3 separate regions of the Mus musculus genome follow, and all the other regions are linked to region 2. Evidence: chromatin contacts called from public HiChIP or PLAC-seq and Micro-C data. All regions are on one chromosome and are shown on one strand. The core of a region is the stretch at or near the end of the contact, and the rest is flanking DNA. Distances in the headings are between cores, read along the strand shown.

Region 1 (3,812 bases), core at 757-3,256, 260 kb before region 2:
CTGCATGCGGCTCCTGCTTTGTCTTCTCTTTATGATGGATGCTACCTGTGGGCTGAAATAAACCCTCCCCACCCCTCAAGCTTCCTTTGGTCAGGCCGTTTATCACAGCAATGGAAACCTAAGGCCTATGGGATCTGGGAATCTAACTCGGGCTGACAGGATAATATGTTTGGGTGGCAAGGACTGTTCCTTGCTGAGCCATCTCACCAGCTCCCACTTTTTACAAATTAATTTATTGTGTGTGTGTACATGTATGATATATGCAAAGGTCTGGGTATCTGTGCCCCTCCCTTCATACCTGTAGAGGCCAGAGGAGGGTGTCAATTGTCCTTCTCCCTCGATCTCCACCCTATCCCTTGAGACAGGCTTGCTCATGGAACCTGGAGCTAAGCTGGTGGCCAGCAAACCTCCGTGGTCTCCCTGTCTCTATACCCATCAGCACAGGGGTGGGAGTGTGCATTCGGCCATCCATGGTCCTTTCATAGGTGCTGGGGACTTGAACTCAGGTCCTCATGCTTGTTCAGTGGGAGTTAGCTCATCTACTGTCCCCAGCCTCCAGGTTTTTCATTATTCACTCATCTTGGAGATAGGAGATGTGACCAGGGCATAAGAACAGGGGTGGGGCCATCAGGTTCACTAGAGGAACTCTCAGACTGCAGGAAGGGTGTTACTGGCACTTATAGTTCATCCTGGCACAAGAATGAAGACTAAGATCAGACACTGGGAGAGAGCATAGGTCAGGGTGAAAGAACCTAGTGGGAAACCCCCACTCAATTTCTGTCCGGCGTGCACCCAAGAATCACGAACAGACTACCATCTTGATGTAAAAGCATGAGGTAGTTTAATGACGGAGCTCTGGGCTGACACATATCTCCCGCAGGAGACAGAGGTGTCGACCACATGGTGGAGCCATAATGGCGGAGCTCCGGTTCGAAATGTATCTCATGCAGGAGACAGTGGTTTCGACCCTGACGCTTGGAAGCTAGGGACTTTTATAGAAAAGGGGTGGGGCTGGGGGAGGAATTGGCGCAGTTTCACATGATTGGTCCATTTAAACATCAACAGACTGTCAGAAGGGCAGGAGATAGGGAGGCACTAGGCCAGTCAGGACATGTAATGACGGGCCTGCCCGGGCATGACCTGGCCTGTTCTGCTATGTTCTCAGCCCCAGGTTTTAAAGCTCACAAACAACTCTTTGGGCTATTTGACATAAATTACATGAATCACATGTCTCAAGTTTTATTTCCTTTCAGGGGTCGCTATCAGTATCTGTAATCACTACCATCACTCTTGTCTAACGTCATCATTGTCCATATCCTCATCGTTATCATCATCATCATCATTTAATCAATTCCAGGAAGAAACAGAGTAAGCAACAGACACACACACACACACACACACACACACAGGAGCGCTCAGTGGGGATTTAGACCCAGATGTCCTGACACCGTTGTCTACACTCACAAGTAAATCATACCGTTCCCAGTCTTTCCATGCCACACTGCTTAGACGCAATGGTGACCCGTTTCCTAGCTGGTCTACTGCAGCAGGATCGAAAGGAGGCCTGCCCAGTCTTCCTTCTTCCCTTCCCCTCTCTCTCTTGTGTCCTCTCTGCCTCCTCACAAGTATCTTTTTGTCTCACAGAAAAGGTCGAGTGCTTCTCAGACTACATGACCCTGCAGATCCCGAGTAGTCACGTGCAGGGTTTGAAGCAGTGGCTGGTCGGGGTCCTGCGCCTGCCGGGTAAGCCATCTTCTCAAACCTGGGTTTTCCAATTCTCAGCCATTGACTGGCTGGAGCCTTTGCTAAGGGAGATCCCCAATTCGTCCCTCACCCCAGGGCACAAGGGCGGCCTTCCCTGAAAGCTTCATGCTGTTGGTTTCTTCCCAGGGCTGCCCTGACCTTCCCCAAGACAGTTCTGTCCTGGTTGCGCTCTCAGCCCATTTCCTCTTCTGGTACCTACTTAAAATGGCCTCCTACCCTTGTTCACATGCTTGTCACTAGCGCCACCTGCAGGTAGTTGGGGAGCAGGCACAGACCATGGCTCCATGCAGATAGCTGCTGTGTGTCTCCAGGACTAAGGACTCTCTAGTACATGTTTAGGAGACTCCTAATAGATACTTGCTCACCCTGATTGAAGTGTCTGTCAGGTGCTAGTAGACTCCCTAAACGCGCGCATGTGCGCACGCTCATTTAAGCGCACGGGTTTACAAAACAGTGCCGCAGCCGGGTGGTGGTGGCACAAGCCTTTAATCCCAGCACTTGGGAGGCAGAGGCAGACAGACTTCTGAGTTCAAGGCCAGCCTGGTCTACAAAGTGACTTCCAGGACAGCCAGGGTTATACAGAGAAACCCTGTCTCGAAGGAAAAAACAAAACAAAACAAAGCAGTGCCATCAGAGGATAACTTGCAGGACTATTTCTTCCTTTTAACTAAGTGGATCTGAATTTGAACTTGAGTCATCAGGCTTAGTGGCAAGTAGCTTTAGCCCATCGAGCCATTTTGCTGACCCACAATTCCTTCCTTTTTCCTGTTTAAACCTTTATTGCATGTGTATACCCATATGTTTTGCCTGCACATAAGTCTGTATACCATGTGCATGCATTGCTAGTAGGGGCCAGAAGACGGTGTCCATCTTCTGGAACTGGGATTACAGATGTTTGTGAGCCACCACATACGTGCTAGGAACCAAACCCAGGTTCTCTGGAAGAGGACGCGTCTTACCCATGGGAACCACAATCTCATGCTTGGTGGGAGAATCTCATGCCTAAAGCAGCCAGAAAGAGGGCTGAGAAAGTTATCACTTTCAGAAAACTTTGAACCATGAGCTTACCCAGTGCAAAGTGGGAAACTTCTAGAAGGAACTAGAACAGAGATAATATGCTCATCTCCTGTTTGAGTTTGGTCACAGAGGCTGCAAGTCAGACACCCACAATTTTCCTCTTTTGTACAAAAATAGAGAAATTGAGGGGGGAACTTCCCATCTCAAAGTGTTTTTACTTTTTCCTTTCCCTTCCCTTATTTTTGAAGGCAGGGTCATACACTGTGGTTACTACAGTGCTACCCTAGAGCTCTGTGCAATCCAGGCTGACCCCAAACTCATGGCAGTCCTCCTTCCTGTCTTAGCCTTCCAGAGCTGGAATTACAGGTGTGAGCCACCACGCCTGACTTTGTCTGGGAATTCGAAAGTGCTGTCTGGGACTGGTGTGTCCTGAATCCTGAATTGGCCCTCGGATGGTCAGCCAGGCGGCGATGCCTCTCAGGAGTTGGAACAGCATCTGTGTATTAAAAGGCCACTTTTCCAGGAGAAAAACGCAGAGGATACATTAAGCTGTCGCCTGTTCTTTGGAAAGCCATTATTAATGGAAAACAATAGATTAATAGTTTTAAAACGCTTGTTCAATAAGTAATTTTTATGGCTCTGGATAGAGCCCATTAAACATTTCTGTGTGTTATTATAAAGAAGTTTTAAGTGTAAAATCATAAAGTCGATAATCAGGGAATTAGTCACAGCAGCCAGCCACAGGCCATTAGTTTTAGGCGCTGTCAGAGACACCTGTGGCTTCGGAGGGAAACTGTTTCTTTTGCTCGGCAGCAGCACCAGGTGGGGATGCAGAAACGATGTTGCCTGCGATGCTGCCTGCTGCCTCCCATAAAGTTGAAGGGACAGAAAGCAGGTGCAAGCAGTGGGATGCAGGCAAATATTTACAAAGTGCAGACGTGAATGGGAAACCAAAGCGACCCAGGTCAATTTGCACATCCAGGCTTAGACACTTTATTTCCCCAGTGAGCTGCCTTTCAGAGCCACAGGCT
Region 2 (3,868 bases), core at 637-3,136:
TCCCCGAGAAAGGGACTCTCCACTTGTCCCCAGGGAGGGCTGCCAGGGTGGGACCCTCTGACTGACTCGTCCCTGGTGAGATAGAGGTGAGCAGACCAGACAGAAGCACTTGTGGCAGCCATCTAGATGAGCTTTGTTCTCCTAGGAGACACGTCTTCAGGTTCATGTTTATACAGTGTACTCTTGTGAAGGCCGAGGAGGAGGAGGAGGAGGTGGTGGTGGAGGAGGAGGAGGAGGAGGAGGAGGAGGAGGAGGAGGAGGAGGAGGAGGGAGATGCTTCCCATGGCCCACTGAGAGACCACTTTAGTCAGTTCAGGAACAGCCCCCCACTGCTAGAACTCACAGGGTTACCTTGGGAACTATGGAGAGCAGAGTGGCTGCTTTGCAAACAGCTGTCTGATGGAGTGGGGCTCAGCCTGAACCCTGAACTAGGTTTGCCCCCTTTTTGCTTGTGTGGGTTTGAGAGAACCTGAGTGCTTTGCCGGATTTGACCAAATTATGAATTAGGAGGTGGGGAGCATCGCAGTGTTCTTAGGGAGACTGGAGGGTACTTGGGGCATAACCACCCTGGCACTACAGATATCTACCCTGCCCAAGAGGGAGAAGTTACAAAGCAGTAGGGATGGGCATTCCTAAACAACCCAGAAAGGAGGGGGTCTGAGAGGGAACCAAGCCAGAACCACAGTCGGTGTGCTTGGATAAGGGTAGATGAGATAGATGTGCTGTAGCCATTGATGGTCACGCTGGCAGCAGTGAAGTTCAGGCCTTCCTTGACTGACTTTCTCTAGGCTCTGGGTGGAGGCAGCAGGTGGGATAGTCTGGAGGGCAGGCGATGGATGACCAGGCTCTTCCAAGCCAAGCGTGCCAGCTCCTGCCAGTGGGGTCATGACCCTCTTGATAAGAAGGGTCATCCTGGGACTCCTTGCAAGTCTACAGATGGCGGCAGAAGGAGCTCCCGGGAACCCGAGGCAGGGCTAAGAGCCCCTGAGAAGAAGCCTGGATGTTTTCAGTTTCCAGGTCCCTTGGGGGCCCAGGGGCAGATTGAGACAGGCTCCTTGCAGGGGAGGTGTTAACAAACAGCAGGTGATTAAACATGACAAGCGGTGACATTTCTGTTCAGGGTTCTCAGTCCCAGCAAAGCCAAGAATGAAGCTATAAACCCTGACATTTTGTGTTATGCACTGAGAGGATTTTAATAGACCTCGTTCCCTCTTCTCCAGTCCTCCTCTTCTCTCCCTCTTCACCACCCCCATCACATCCAGTGTCCCACAGAGCACCCCTCCATTCCATTTTGCCTGACTTTCAGGAGCCATCTGGGCTGTATGGGTCTCTGTACCTGCAGGTCCTGGCCAGATGCCCCCCTCCCCACACCTTCTTGGTTTTGATCTTTCCTGTTGTCCCTCTTCAAACCCCCCTTGCCTCCCTCCACCGTCCACTTTCTCACCTCCTTTTTTTGGGTCCTGATCTCACAGCCTGTCCCTTAGCTGCGGCTGTCCCAGTTGTCAGGGACAGCAGGTGGCTGTCCTTGTGCTCTTTGTGCTCATAACATTTCCAGACAGACTTGAGAGCGGGTGTAGGGAGTTTGTGGGGCTTGGTATGGGCTCTCCCCCATCTTTCTTTTTTAATCTCCTTTTCTCCTTTTTGGGACAAGGACAAGGCAGAGGGAGAAAATTGCTCTACGCTGCAAACAGTTGCTGGGTTTATTCAGAAAGGACTGACCAGCAACAGTTGTTCCTCTTACAGAGAAATGCAGGAACAACTGGGGCCTTCTTTGTTCTCTGGGCAGAGTCCTGTGAAGGGCATTTGGAGGTGAGCCTGGGGCTAAAGAGGGCAAGACACTCACAGTGTCAATTGAGTCCCACCCAGGGAGTCCCCACCCCAGCAAGCAGGAAAGGTTTTTAGAGCTAGGCAGGGTCTGGTTAAGAAGTCAGGCCACACCCTGGGTCCTCCGCTCAGCCCTAGTCAACGCAAGAAGCTCTTAGCGGTCTGTGTTCATTTCAGTAAATATTTATTGGACAGACACTGTGCTGAACAGTAGTTCCGTCCTGTAGATCTCTTGGTCAAATGAGGTGGATGGAGGAGTTGTTACTGTAGAGGGCCTACAAACAAGAACAGGGGTCAGAGATGAGGACCAGAGGAGGGGATGATCTAGAGGGCGTCTCACAAATGATATGGTCACTAGGGCCCCTGAAGGATGCCTAGGAGAAGGGAGGCCAGGCCTAGGATTGAGGTTGGACCCTCTGCGTAGCGGTCAGTGTTCTGGAGGCCTGGGGTATACTGTGTAGCCTCACGGTACTACCTGGCATGGAGGAGAGTTTGAGCTGTGTCATCCCACAGTAGGTGTCTCTAGGACTCAGAACCTATTTTCTTATCTACCCTTCCACCTCTGCCCAGCTGGGCCAGGCACGATGGTCTGGGTAAAGTGGGAATGAAGCTCACCCCAGTTCAGTGGACAGAGAGCCGCAAGAAGTGGGCGGATGCCCATAGACTGTGGCTGTGCAGCCTCTTCTGTCTCTGTCCTTGGGGTGATGAGTCACAGGTAAGGAGGTAAGAGAGACATACAGGCTCGTGTGATGGGCCCAGTGCAGGAAGCAAAGGAACCAGGGCAGCCTTGTGTCACCTTCCTTGCCTGTCACTCAGCAGGATCAGGTAACCTCCAGGAGCCCCCTGAACTCACTCATGTTGCTGCTTCTCTCTCGGTGGTTGGGAAGCGGCGCACAGTGTGTCCTTGTTAGCCTACAGGCTTCCCAAGAGACTTCAGATGGTCCTCTAGGATCCTGAGGGCCAGGTTGAGCAGTGCCAATAGGGACTCAAGATGCATCTGAGAAGCTCGGAGAAGCATCTGAGAAGGAGGGTTGTTTGGACCTGTGTGGATTAGAGGAGGACCAGAGGGGAGCAGATGGGGGGGGGGGTCCTAAGATGCAGGCTCCAAGTTCAGCCGCTCATCCATCAGGAGCTGGCCTCACATCCTGGTGTTAGACGGCCACAGCCACACCAGTAGCCAAGGGCGAACTCTAGGGCCTGTTGTCTGGAAGGGTCTCACACAACCCACGGGGCACCTTTTTCTTTACTGGTTTGCCTCTGCCCAGGAGCTGTGCTGGCACACTGTCCCAGTGTCACATTGGTTCTCTAAAGGAGATCAGGCTGGTTTGCCACCCCAAGAAGAGCTAGGGGGTACAAGGCAGACTTCATACATCACTGACTCCTTTTCCCCACCCCACCCTGCCATTCTGACAGGCTTACTCCAGGTCCGCCTTGACACCAGCCCGTTTGCTCACTTCCCAGAGTCTAGCTGGAACTGTGTAGACCCCCTGAACTGTCATCACTTGACAACTTGGCTGGGGGTCATGGTAGTGAGAGGAGGGGAGAGGAGTCCTGGAGCCCAGGCTTGGCCTACTGCCCCCGAAGGTCCAGAGCCAGGTTTTATTATAATCCCCACATCCTGTTGCAGATCCTTAATCAGCTGGATCCCAGGTTGGGCTGGACCCTGTGGTGTCACTCAGGGCTGTAGCATAGAAAACCTGAAGTGGAGTTTCAGGAGCTGGGGTTGGGGTTATGAGGATAAGGCAGGTGGCAGGGAGGAGAAGGGAGCCGGCCAGCCGAGCACAGGATGTGGACAGAGCCCAGACCCACCACCCACCAACCAGGCTGGGGGAGGAGAAGCAGCTGCTGCAAACTGGGAACTGGCTGGGAGGTGGGGGGGTGGGGGTGGGGGCAAGACACCGCTAGTCTGTGGGGGCTGCCGTGCTGCCTTGTGCCACGGAGACAGCTGGCCCTACAGTCGCTCTGGCAGTGGGCAGTAGCCCTAGCCAGGAGTTGGTAGAGGGAACCCTGGGTGATGTTGGTTCCAGTGTCTATACGGACAGGC
Region 3 (3,996 bases), core at 729-3,228, 290 kb before region 2:
CTCCCAGCACACATGAAGCCCTGGATATTATAGTCTCACTTAAATTAAGATGGCACGGAAGTCTAACCATGGCCAGCAATACAGCAAAACCAAAATGATTAACAAACCTTTGGGATAGTTGACAACATATACCAGATTGCCCCAGCCAGCATCTGGGGCATGCAGAATTCCTTCCACCAGTCGGACTCCTCTCATACACTGAGACACGGGATTCCGGTAGCGCAGGCCGCATGCCCCTGGAAACTGGGCTGTAACTGTGGACAGCAACACCGTCCCATCGTCTTCTGATGGTATTTCAATGGGTTCATCGTTCTCATCTTCTGTTACCCGAATATATTCAGACATCTTTGCTTAAATCTCTTAAAGGAAAAAGAAATGAGCAAGAAAATCAGAGGAGTTATCTTTTCATAATTGGCTATTATCACACCACTTTATTCCCACTTCCTGAAAAGATTCCTGCTACCTAAAATGTTTCTTTTGCCATCCCTGAAAAAAAAATAGAGAAAAGGTATTTTCTAAAATAAAAATGTGATTTTGGGGGCTGTTGAGATGGCTCAGTGGGTAAGAGCACCCGACTGCTCTTCAGAAGGTCCAGAGTTCAAATCCCAGCAACCACATGGTGGCTCACAACCATCCGCAACAAGATCTGACTCCCTCTTCTGGAGTGTCTGAAGACAGCTACAGTGTACTTACATATATTAATAAAATAAATCTTTAAAAAAAAATGTGATTTTTGTCGAGCACGATAACCCACGCCTTTAATCTCAGCACTCTTGAGGCAGGCAGATCTTTTTGAGTTCGAGGCTGGCCTAGTCTACTGAGTTCCGGGGCAGCCACAGGGAAAACCGGTGTTCATGTGGCGCTCTGCCCGCCAGTTCTATTTTCTCAGCGCACACTATAAGCTTCCGGTGCTAAAATGGCAACAGTGTTACCATGTGGCCCGTTGGCTACAAAGCCAGACAAAAACAAGGTGTTAAAGAACTAAGTATCTGCCCCGATTTTTTTTCTTGCACTCGTCATTTCTTACCTGGAGCGCACAGATTACAGGCTACCGTATTTCGTAACCATTCTGAATTAAGTTTCTTCTATAGCCTGGACCTGAATCGGGTTTAGCACGTGCTTTAACGTGGAAAAAACCAGCCAAGCATTGGGATCTGAGGAACCCTCCCTGTGCTGGTGGAGCACGAACACCGACATCAGAACAGTTATCTAGCAGTTCTGGTGCTCATCCTCGGAAAGGTCTGGCTAAAGTTAGGCGTCGAGGGAGCAACGACGGCTACTCCGGGAGGTAGGCCGCCGCTTCCCAGAAGGCCGTGCGCGACAGACAACGTTGATGATTTTCCCCCCCTTTCAACTGGGCCCAGGGTGGGGCCCGCGGAGGTCCAAGTCCCATGGTGACAACAGTTATTCTCAAAAGCGACAATCTACAGGGACTAGGACGCCTGGAAACCCGGGGCGGCCACACACTTCCGCCCGTGGCTTCACAGCCAAGCAGAGGCCCGGCGTCCCGCTCCGGCTACTGCCCGCGCTTAGGCCTTAACGACGCGGCTGCGCGAGGCCAACCAGGCCCCGCTCTACCGCTCCCTCCCCGCGGCGCAGGCCGCACCGGGCCTCTCCGAAGCAACACTCGAGGCACGCAGGCCGGCCTTGGCGACCAACCTACCCGCTAGGCCACTGCTAGGAAGCACAAGGAGGAAGCACAGACGGGAAGGAATCCGACAACAGCCGCGCTACCGCTCCGTGCCCACAAAATGGCGCTAGGGCCGCCTCCCGCCCTCGCCCGCCTTCGGCCTCTCCCACTGGCTTCCCTGCAGGAGGGGCGCTCTCCGAGGGAAGCCACAGGCGCTCTCTCCTCCCAGAGGCTCGGATGCTAGCAGGCTCTTCGGCGTATAGAAAAAAGTAAAGAAACGCAACAATGAAAACAGCTGGGTCTGAAAAACTGACAGATGAAGGACAGAACGGCCACTCGGCCTTCCGAGTCCCCCTACGTAACGCGGTAGATGGCTTCGCCTGACCAACGGCCGGCCCTAGTCGAGGAGCTCGCGCGCGCCGAGAATGCGCGAGACTAGCGCAGGCCGGGACTGGGGCGGCAGGGGCGGGGCTAGGAGGGAAAGGGGGCGGAGCCTGCGACTGAACGCGTAAGGGCTTGGGGGGGAATCCCTGGGAACCCTGGGTTCCTAGTCTAAAGGCGACTCTTAAATGTCTTCTGCCTTTGCTCGTTAATTTCCAACGTGGAAACATTAACTTTGATCTGCAAAATGGTCCCTGTTCTAAGTACTATTTTGTATCAAGTACCTTTTAGCACTCTCTGGCTCTAGGGGGAGAAAAACAAACCAGAATCTTGTGAATGGCAGGCAAGTGTCTTCCCATTGACCTTGGGCTTAGCCATCAGATACTGTTTTAGAGACAGGGATCTCAAAGTCACTGTGTAGCCCAGGCTGTCCTTTAACTCATCAAGGCTGCCAAGTGTGGATGCTGCCCTAGCAGTCTACACGATAGTCGTGATACTCTCTCCTCTTTCAATAAGTGAAGAAACTGAGGCACAGAGTTGAGTACCTTGCATGAAGTCACCATGAGAAAGAGGCCCCACTAGGGTCTGAATCCTACAGCAAAAAACTACTTGGATGTTTCAGTATTTCGGTTCCAGTTGACGAGTCCTAGTATAACTTTAAAAAGGCTGAAGGCTAGCTCTACCACCAAGCAGCAGATGTAGACTCTTTACTCAGGGTTGGAATTTCTTGGTGTATCAGATTCAAAGCTTAGGCACAAAGGTTTTACACAGTTGCTTTATTTACTGAAACTGGGTCTTGCTGTACAGAACAGGCTGGCCTTGAGCTTGCTGGGTTCCTCCTGCCTCTGCCTCCCTTCTGGGAGGAATGGGGTAGGATTGCAGATCACCATCAGGCCAAGCCTTCCCACTTTAAGTTTATAAATGAATTCATTTCCTCCTCACAGCTACCTTGTAAGAAGATGGCATTGGAAGAACAGATGTTAATGTCTAGCCCCTAACTTCCATTAGAGCCCAGGCTGGCCAGGAACTCCTGGCCTGTCCTCCTGCCTCAACCATCTGAGTGCTGGGATTATAGGCATGAGTCCTTCCACCCAGCATTATTTACTTTTTGGTTTTGAACTTAACAAACAAACAAACAAAACAGGATTTCTGCGTAGTCTTTGGCTGGCTTAGAACTTACTGTGTAGACCAGGCTGGCCTCAGATTTGCTATGCCTTTCCTGAATCTGCGCCTTCAGTGTTGGGATTACAGGTGTGAGTCACCAAAATGGTTTTTTGTTTGTCTCCTAAGACAAGGTTTCATACAGCAGAGCCTGGGCCTGGCCTCCTGACTGTCCGGGATTACAGACCTGTGCTACCATGCCTGGAAAAGTCAAGAACTTTAACAGTAGTTTAAAAGGATGATTGCATTTTTTTTTTTTGATTTTTTTTTTTTTTTTTTTTTTTTTTTTTGGTTTTTCGAGAAAAGGTTTCTCTGTGTAGCCCTGGCTGTCGTGGAACTCACTTTGTAGACCAGGCTGGCTTCAAACTCAGAAATCCGCCTGTCTCTGCCTCCCGAGTGCTGGGATTAAAGGCGTGCGCCACCACGCCCAGCTTGCATTTTTTATTTATTTTCTGTGTTCACGTCTCTGTGGGAAACCAAACCTGCTCTGTGTGAGTTTTTCTGTGAGCCATCTAGCTGGCACCAGCTATCTTTTTTTTTTTTTTTAGACAGGGTCCTACTGTATATTCCAGGTTGACCTTCAAATCAGTCTTTCCCCCAGGCAGGTCTCCAGACTTCGGGAACTATAGATATGCATCATTACAGCTGCCCTGGAACTCAGAGAGCTCTGCCTGCCTCCACTTTCCAAGTGCTGGGATGAAAGGTGTATCTATGCCTCCACATCTGGCTAGACCATATTGGGTTTTTATTTAATTATTATTTTTCTTTTTGGGTCAGAGTCTCATGTGGCTCCCGCTGGCCTCCAACTTAATGCATAGCCCATG

The links. A called contact is a pair of places that touch in the nucleus more often than the background predicts. HiChIP or PLAC-seq counts read pairs in DNA pulled down with a chosen protein or histone mark.
Region 1: a contact with region 2 is called in an H3K27ac HiChIP or PLAC-seq map of embryonic stem cells, with 14 read pairs. The contact joins two enhancer-like sites. A contact is called at or near these places in 9 of 39 promoter capture datasets (the C10 cell line, the HPC-7 cell line, cranial neural crest and 5 more), 2 of 484 Hi-C or Micro-C datasets (cerebral cortex and embryonic stem cells), 15 of 115 datasets of contacts at active chromatin or transcription factors (the 230-238 cell line, craniofacial prominence, embryonic basal ganglia and 6 more) and 2 of 9 other capture datasets (embryonic stem cells and pancreatic islet).
Region 3: a Micro-C map of embryonic stem cells shows a contact between it and region 2, with 2.6 times the contacts expected there. The contact joins the promoter of Tardbp here to the enhancer-like site in region 2. A contact is called at or near these places in 5 of 39 promoter capture datasets (the HPC-7 cell line, cranial neural crest, frontonasal cranial neural crest and 2 more), 2 of 484 Hi-C or Micro-C datasets (CD4 T cells and embryonic stem cells), 3 of 115 datasets of contacts at active chromatin or transcription factors (effector CD8 T cells, embryonic stem cells and memory CD8 T cells) and 2 of 9 other capture datasets (liver and pancreatic islet).

The regions. Positions count from the first base shown.
Region 1 is chr4:148,653,200-148,657,011 of GRCm38.p6, forward strand. It overlaps Gm572 (predicted gene 572), which reads left to right. Exons shown (of 12, transcript NM_001368835.1): 3 at 1,645-1,743. Among named protein-coding and RNA genes, the nearest start is that of Gm572, 12 kb to the left of the region's middle. Within about 2 kb of position 2,007, at least 20 of the 459 cell types and tissues checked have an H3K27ac peak or open chromatin away from gene starts, as enhancers often do. A contact at or near this core is called in embryonic stem cells, where this site is marked.
Region 2 is chr4:148,911,520-148,915,387 of GRCm38.p6, forward strand. All of the region lies in intron 4 of Casz1 (castor zinc finger 1), which reads left to right. Gm15969 (a long non-coding RNA gene) reads right to left here. Exons shown (of 3, transcript XR_003955174.1): 2 at 2,678-2,865; 3 at 2,051-2,099. Among named protein-coding and RNA genes, the nearest start is that of Gm15969, 4.4 kb to the right of the region's middle. Within about 2 kb of position 1,887, at least 22 of the 459 cell types and tissues checked have an H3K27ac peak or open chromatin away from gene starts, as enhancers often do. A contact at or near this core is called in embryonic stem cells, where this site is marked.
Region 3 is chr4:148,625,018-148,629,013 of GRCm38.p6, forward strand. Tardbp (TAR DNA binding protein) reads right to left here and starts at 1,979. Exons shown (of 6, transcript NM_145556.4): 1 at 1,664-1,979; 2 at 108-359. The coding sequence starts at 345.